Regions from separate parts of the Mus musculus genome. Here region 2 is linked to region 1. A link is a contact called in public HiChIP or PLAC-seq data. All regions are on one chromosome and are shown on one strand. Each heading gives the region's core, a stretch centred on a gene start, on an enhancer-like site or on the middle of the called end of the contact. The rest is flanking DNA. Distances are from core to core; before and after follow the strand shown. Region 1 overlaps Kcmf1 (potassium channel modulatory factor 1). Region 2 overlaps Dnah6 (dynein, axonemal, heavy chain 6).

Evidence for each region. HiChIP or PLAC-seq counts read pairs in DNA pulled down with a chosen protein or histone mark.
Region 2: an H3K27ac HiChIP or PLAC-seq map of extraembryonic endoderm stem cells shows a contact between it and region 1, with 4 times the contacts expected there. The contact joins two enhancer-like sites. A contact is called at or near these places in 1 of 15 datasets of contacts at CTCF or cohesin (embryonic stem cells), 37 of 484 Hi-C or Micro-C datasets (3T3-L1-derived adipocytes, the AML12 cell line, B cells and 20 more), 6 of 115 datasets of contacts at active chromatin or transcription factors (bone marrow-derived macrophages, cardiomyocytes, embryonic stem cells and 2 more) and 2 of 9 other capture datasets (liver and pancreatic islet).

What each region holds. Positions count from the first base shown.
Region 1 is chr6:72,850,149-72,853,390 of GRCm38.p6, forward strand. It overlaps Kcmf1 (potassium channel modulatory factor 1), which reads right to left. Exons shown (of 7, transcript NM_019715.2): 4 at 235-336. Among named protein-coding and RNA genes, the nearest start is that of Kcmf1, 48 kb to the right of the region's middle. Within about 2 kb of position 1,728, at least 18 of the 459 cell types and tissues checked have an H3K27ac peak or open chromatin away from gene starts, as enhancers often do. A contact at or near this core is called in extraembryonic endoderm stem cells, where this site is marked.
Region 2 is chr6:73,159,331-73,162,572 of GRCm38.p6, forward strand. Dnah6 (dynein, axonemal, heavy chain 6) reads right to left here. Exons shown (of 77, transcript NM_001164669.1): 18 at 1,534-1,677. Among named protein-coding and RNA genes, the nearest start is that of Gm24533, 19 kb to the left of the region's middle. Within about 2 kb of position 1,596, at least 8 of the 459 cell types and tissues checked have an H3K27ac peak or open chromatin away from gene starts, as enhancers often do. A contact at or near this core is called in extraembryonic endoderm stem cells, where this site is marked.

The sequences.
Region 1 (3,242 bases), core at 478-2,977:
GGTAAAATCTAGCAGGAAGGGTGAGTAACTGTGACTTGACTTACACTTTCACATGAACAGAATCCAAATGGAAGAGAGACTGAGAAAAGCAGCTTATACCCTAAAGCACGGCACTGTATGAAAAGGTCAAACACACAAAAACAACTTAGAGATTAGTTTTTTTCTCTCTGAAAGCACTATTCTCAACAACAATCAAAGCACCAATACCACCAGCAAACCCTCCTGAAAGGATATTAAATCTCTAGGGGCTCTGTGTTCAAGTGTCAGATGAGCTGCAAAGTCATCTGTGACATGATTAGGATCTCCTCCAGGTAACGCTGCACATATGGGACAAATCTGCAATGAAGAGAAAGCACAGAGTCAGTACAGAGTTGCTGAGGCCCAGTTCCAACCCAGCAAAGACACTGCAGGTCTGAGCAAGCACTTTTGTCACTCAACTGCAGGGCCATCTCTCAGGGTCACACACAGCAGTTCTAAATAGTTCAAATTTGATTTCCAGCAGAGTTGTCTATCGGTAGGGCTGAGCCACATTTGCGTGGTCTAGCCAAACAGTTCTGGGCAAAACTTTAAAAAATAAACATTTTTACCTAAAATTCAGCCTTGAATGCTGATATCAGACATAAGGTAAGGCATACTTCTCCAAAGGTAGTTAAGGGTCAATCCCCAAATAGAACAGCAAATGCTTGGCTACAGTACAGCTGTGCTCTGGAGAAACAGACTGGAGGATACCTGGGGTTCTCTGCATAGCTTGTCTAGTCTATCTGGCAAGTTCCAGGCCAGAGAGTAATCTTGTCCCAGGAAGGAAGGAAGGAAGGAAGGGAAGGGGGGAGGGAGGGAGGGAGGGAGGGAGGGAGGGAGGGAGGGAGGGAGGGAGGGAGGAAGAAAAGAATGAAAGAGTGAGGGAGGGGGAAGAGGGAAAGGGAGGGAGAGAGGGGGAGGAGAGAAAGAATGAAAAGGGTATCATGGTGGTTTGAACAGGTTTGGTCCTCACACTCATGTGCTTGGCCCATAGGAAGTGGCACCGTTAAGAGGTGTAGCCTTGTTGAGGTAGGTATGGCATTGCTGGAGGAAGTATGCTACTGTGCTTTGAGGTTATATATGCTCAAACTATGCTCAAAGTTGAGACATAGCCCCCTTCTGCTGCCTGCAGATTAAGATGTAGAACTCTTAGTTCCTTCTCCAGCACCATGTCTAGCTGCATGCTGCCATGCTTCCTGCCATGATGATAATGGACTGTATCTTTGAAACTATAAAGCCAGCCTCAATGAACTGTTTTCCTTTATGGGAGATGGCAAGGCCATGGTGTCCCTTCACAGCCATGGAAAGTAAGGCAGGTAGCTATGAAATAGCTATAGAATGTGTATACAATAAGATGAATGAGATAATTAATGCACAAATGAGCACTGATCATTTCTGAAACAACTTGAAGATGGGAGGAGGAGGAGGAGGAGGAGGAGGAAGAAAGCATAGGGAGAGGAAGAGGAAGAGGAAAGAGGAAGAGGAGGAACCGTATTTCCCAGGGGGGTGGGTAGTGTGAGAGTCTGTAAGCAGATCAAGATCAAGGAGTTAGTAACTTCCTTGTTTGCCTAATGGCCAGAGACAGAAACAACATGTAAGAATAAAACAATGTGCACACGGGTAGAGGAGATGATGGTTGGAAAGGAACTCCCTTCTTTCCCCAAAGCTTGAGCGAAAACCACAGGGCAGGTAATCTTGGCAGCTGCCAGGAGGGGGCAGTGGAGAAGACAGGGTCCAAGAGGGGATGTGTTCAGCCACAGGGGTGAGCAGCTGAGCGGAGCGTGGGGGAGATTCAGAGATGAGTGGGAATGAGAGTGCCAGGCAAGGGTGCTCAGGATTTTGGCCAGTATACAAAGAAGAGCCAAAATGGAGGAGAAACGGAAGAGGGGTTAGGCTTTGGGGTTAGAACTTACAGAGGTGGGCAGGATCAGCCGCCGAAAATCTCTAGCCAATTGCTGGAAAGGCCATTTTGAAAAACTTTTTACCACAATTAGTGAATGGGAGGTGGAAGACAGAAAAGAGTAAAAAATTATTCCTTCCGTGACATAGGAAAAGTTTCCAAATCCTAAGACACAGACAAGGACTGGAGCTGAAAGCTGAGGTGTGTGAGCATGTCAACACCTCACTAGTCATGTGACAAGTGGAAGACTCCGGCCATTAGAGTCTATGGGAGCTGGCTTACAGCAGCACTCGAGGAGGAAACTGGCAAGATGGCATCAGATCAATGCTGAAACACAGAGCAGAAGGCTGACCAATCTGACTCCTGGCTCCCAAGTAAACACACTTTCCATTTTTTCTGAGAGCAGAAGGCCCTGAGAGTATGACTGTGATTTGGTAACGAGTCTCTAATGCCCAACTGGCTGTCCTGATTACTTATGCCTCAAGCCTGAAAAATAACTAAGAAAACCTAAGGATGCTCACAAGAAAAAAAACAAGGACGGGCTGAAGACAGAGTTGGAAAGGTCAGGGTGGAATGTGCCAAGGGAAGTGACAGAAGCCAGCAAGCACACTCTCAAGTCCAGTTTACAACGGTCAGGATTTCTCCTCCCTTGAAGAGAAAAGCAGTGGTCTCTGCTCTTGAATTTACGAACTGTGAGCTCTTCCCTAGAAACGCAGGCCACCTGGTGTCGCTCCTGTGCTCTGGGATGACTGCTTACTCAACTTTCTAGGTGCTTCTGCCTAGTTAGACTACAAGCTTTTGTGTTTTGGAGACCAGTTCTTCTATATAGAAGCCCTTCCCTAAATACTGTCTGACTGGAAATGGTGTGTATATTCAGGTACATAGAGAGCTCACACGAAGCCCAACATCCTACTATATCCACTTGAATCCATTCTCAGGCCTGGGTTTGCCCCAAGTCTTCCCAGCCCAAGCCGTGGCTTCCGTATTGCTAGACACTCGCACTCTCCACTCTGCCTCAGAGAAACCATGCTGCCTTCCAGTCACAAGGATCCAAGTTTGATTCCTTAGGAGCCGATGCTAAGGAAAGTTGCTGGGTTTGATGGCACGTGCTTCGATTCTAGTGCTGGGGAGGTGGAGACAGCTGGACTTCTATAAAGTACCATATATCTCTTGAGAAAATATCTGAATTGAACTCCATGTATCAATTCCTCTGAAAATGTATTAAGTTTGGAGCCATGGAAAATTTTTTCCTTCTTAAGAATGTCTGTTCCAAAGCTTATGAATTCTCAGCATCATTTATGTCCTTCTGTTACTTTCTGGTGCC
Region 2 (3,242 bases), core at 346-2,845, 310 kb after region 1:
CTGTAAAAAAGCACATGCGCCAGACCTACCTATGATCCAGCCTGTAAACACCCCAGCATGGGTCGGGGAGGGCCTCATGGTGCCCCAGCACTGCCTGAGGCGCTGTTGCTGGCTGCTGGCTGCTGAGAGCAGGAATGTGGGCCTGCATGGGTCACCCATGCTGCACTGGGCCATCCTAGACCCATGAACATACTGGTGGCATTTGTCAGACTCAGTGTCTGAAAAAAGAGCTCGTGAGGTTGGGAAGACAGTGTGGCGGGAATCTGGGAGAAGTTGGAGGGGAGGATGATGGTGGAATTGGTCAAGACACGCTATACACGGTTTCAGCTTATAGAGAGTTGAAAACAGCACCACTCGTCCTATAGAAAAGGAAATGCAAATGAAGGAATTTTATCACGACCTTGAGAACACTGAATTTCAGGGCACCAAACTAATTTTAAAATGTGGGGAAACCGGTAGTCACATGTTTCTCTGAAGACTAGAACAGAGGGCTGGGATGGAGCACCTCACTAAGTGGAGCCAATCTTGAGGTCTGCCTCTCCCACCAGGTGATCATTTGTCCTGTGAAATAATCAGTATAGAGTGGAAAGCTGCAGGAAACGGATTTTCAGTTGGGCACCACAAAGAAGAAAGGTGTAGGTCCAGGAGAAAGAAGCTAAAAACAACCTCTGGGGCCCAGCTCCCTCGAGAAACGGTAGGTACCACTAGAAAATACAGAGCCCAAGATGCAGCAAAGGCAGACTAGGGCAGTGTCAAATCTCAAAGCCAGCTGAACTCCTAACTGAGTTGATAGAACAAGCGAAAAGGTAAACAGAGGGAAACTAATGCCCGTCTCCCAGATTGCAAACCACGTGCCTCAGCAACCACTCGCTGCTGCAGAAGATGCCGGGCTTTCAACAACGACCAAACGAAACACACAGAAAATGGAAAGTCACACAGCGAAGAAAAATGAGCAGAACAAAACACGCCTGAGAGTCAACGGTGATCAGAATCAAACTCAGAAATGGTGCACATTGTTAGGAAGAGAGCTTTTAAATTAACTACAGCGAGTTTGTTAGAGATCTCAAGGGAAAGGGGAGATAACAGGCAAGGTCAGTATGGGAGAAGTCAACTGGCTGCAAATGCCTTTTACCAGCTGAGCAGACTCACCTGATCCTTTTATCCCTTCTAAGGACTGGCTTGGTTGCAACGCAGTTTCCCAACCAACCCTTTCCATGCACTACCCGGCTTCCCCGGCTTTTCCACACTGTATACATCTGGATAGTGCCTAGCTGTGAGGTGCCATAGGGTAAACAGACTCTGCTGTTTGCATTGGGTGCAATTGCAGCCTATATGCTGAGGGCATCAGCATCTTGGCACTACTTTGTCTATCATGTAACAGACCCCAAGTGTTTGTTCTAATCGCAATGTTCCATTGCACCATTTTGCCAGCTGTTGAGAAAAACACACTGGACTATTATTTCTTTTTCCTGCAAACAAATACCCAGGACATCTGAGTTTGGTTCTGAAACGGTTCCCCTCCTCCCATCTTACCTTTTCTTTCATTTTCTCCACCTTCTGTTTGAGCTGGGGCACCACACTGTTAGGTGGCAAGCCCTTTTCCAGCTGGGTCACAAATTTAGCGTATTTAGTAACTTGACTGTTTAGGACTTCTGGATCCAGGCAGTCAAATTTGGACTGTGGGATAAAAAAAAAAAAAAAAAAAACAGTTAAAACACACGATAAATGTCAAGCTTAAACAGTATAAAAGTTTAGCTTTCGTGGCACTACACTAAATGAAAGCAAATCTGTAGGCTTAGAAACAGCCATTGTTAACGCCAATCGCTAATTCTTTTCTTAGCATTGTCTGCTTCGCTATCAAGTGCAGTACTGTGATCCACAGATTATCAGTAAAGACCACAGGGACAGCCCTGCTCTGGGCAGCTGCCTAGATCACATGGATGTCCAGGGGCTGTGCAGAACTGGCCCCACCCCTCAATATCTGTGCCACTCAGGGGAGTGGGGCCTTGCACCTCTCCCAGGCAGCGTAGTGGAGCTGACCATGAGGGCAAGAGCTGGGGAGAGCTGCTCTGCCCTGAGGTAGAGCGGGCATGGATGATGCTCTCCCCAACTTGCCCCTTGCCACCTGAGGTAGTAGGGAGAGCTGTCCCAGAGGTCATAGGAGTGGGAGAGCTATCCCTGCCCCTCACTGGGAACACTGGGAGAGTGGGCCCTGAGCGTTGCCTGGGCAACACAGTGGCAATGTCCTTGTTGGGGAAGGTATGGGTGAGACAGCCCCCAGGATGTAGGAGTGCTCTCCCAGCCCCTTGCCAGCTGCAGCACTCGGGAGAGAGAGCCATGTGCTCTCTGGGCAGCATGGTGGAGCTGGGGCTGGAGGCATGGATGCTGGTGAGCCAGTCTCCTGAGGACATGATAGCAAGAGAGCTGACTCTGTCTCTTGCCTATGGTGGCACTGAGTGGCCTAGACAGAGCAATGTGGGAAAGCTCACCTTGGTGGTATGGATCAGGGAAAGCCAGTGGGCTGACCAGTTTAGTTGTTACCTAGGCCCGGATCCAGGGCTCTGAGTTGGACCACGCCAAAATCTACATCATCTGTTAACTGTTGGGGCACATAAAGGGCAGGATCTCCATGGCACAGGACAACAACAACATGACTGGGAGGAGACCCAGTGAGGATCCACATTAGTGATGTCCCAGAAGGCAGAGTCAATGACTCATTGCAATGAACATTTGCAAGTGAGGGTATGTGGACAGAGGGGTGTACTGTGGGACACTGTGACATACTCCATGCTGTGACATACTACAGCTTCCATGATGAAATGTTTTCTATGTTTTGTTTTGTTCTGTTCTGTTCTGTTTATTGTTTGTGTGGTTCTATTATTATTATTATTATTTTATTTTGGTGGGGAGGTTATGGGGCAGAGGGTGGATATGAGGGAATGGGGAGATGAGTGAGACTGGGGTACATGAAGTGAAACTCACAGAGACTCAATAAGAAGTTTTTTTAAAATGCCCCTCTGGTTCTCCCAACACCAGGAACAATTACCTGGAAAACATTTCCTCTGTTGTTTGGTTTTTGACTCAGACACATGGCCTCTGGTTATAGGCATTACAAAGGTAGGGAGAATGAGGAGTGCAAAGTATTTATGAAGCAGAAGGTATTTTCCACACATCCGTATCATACTTGAGAGAGTGATTCTTGAAAGTTGATCACACCGGAAGGTGCTCACATCTTCTGCTTT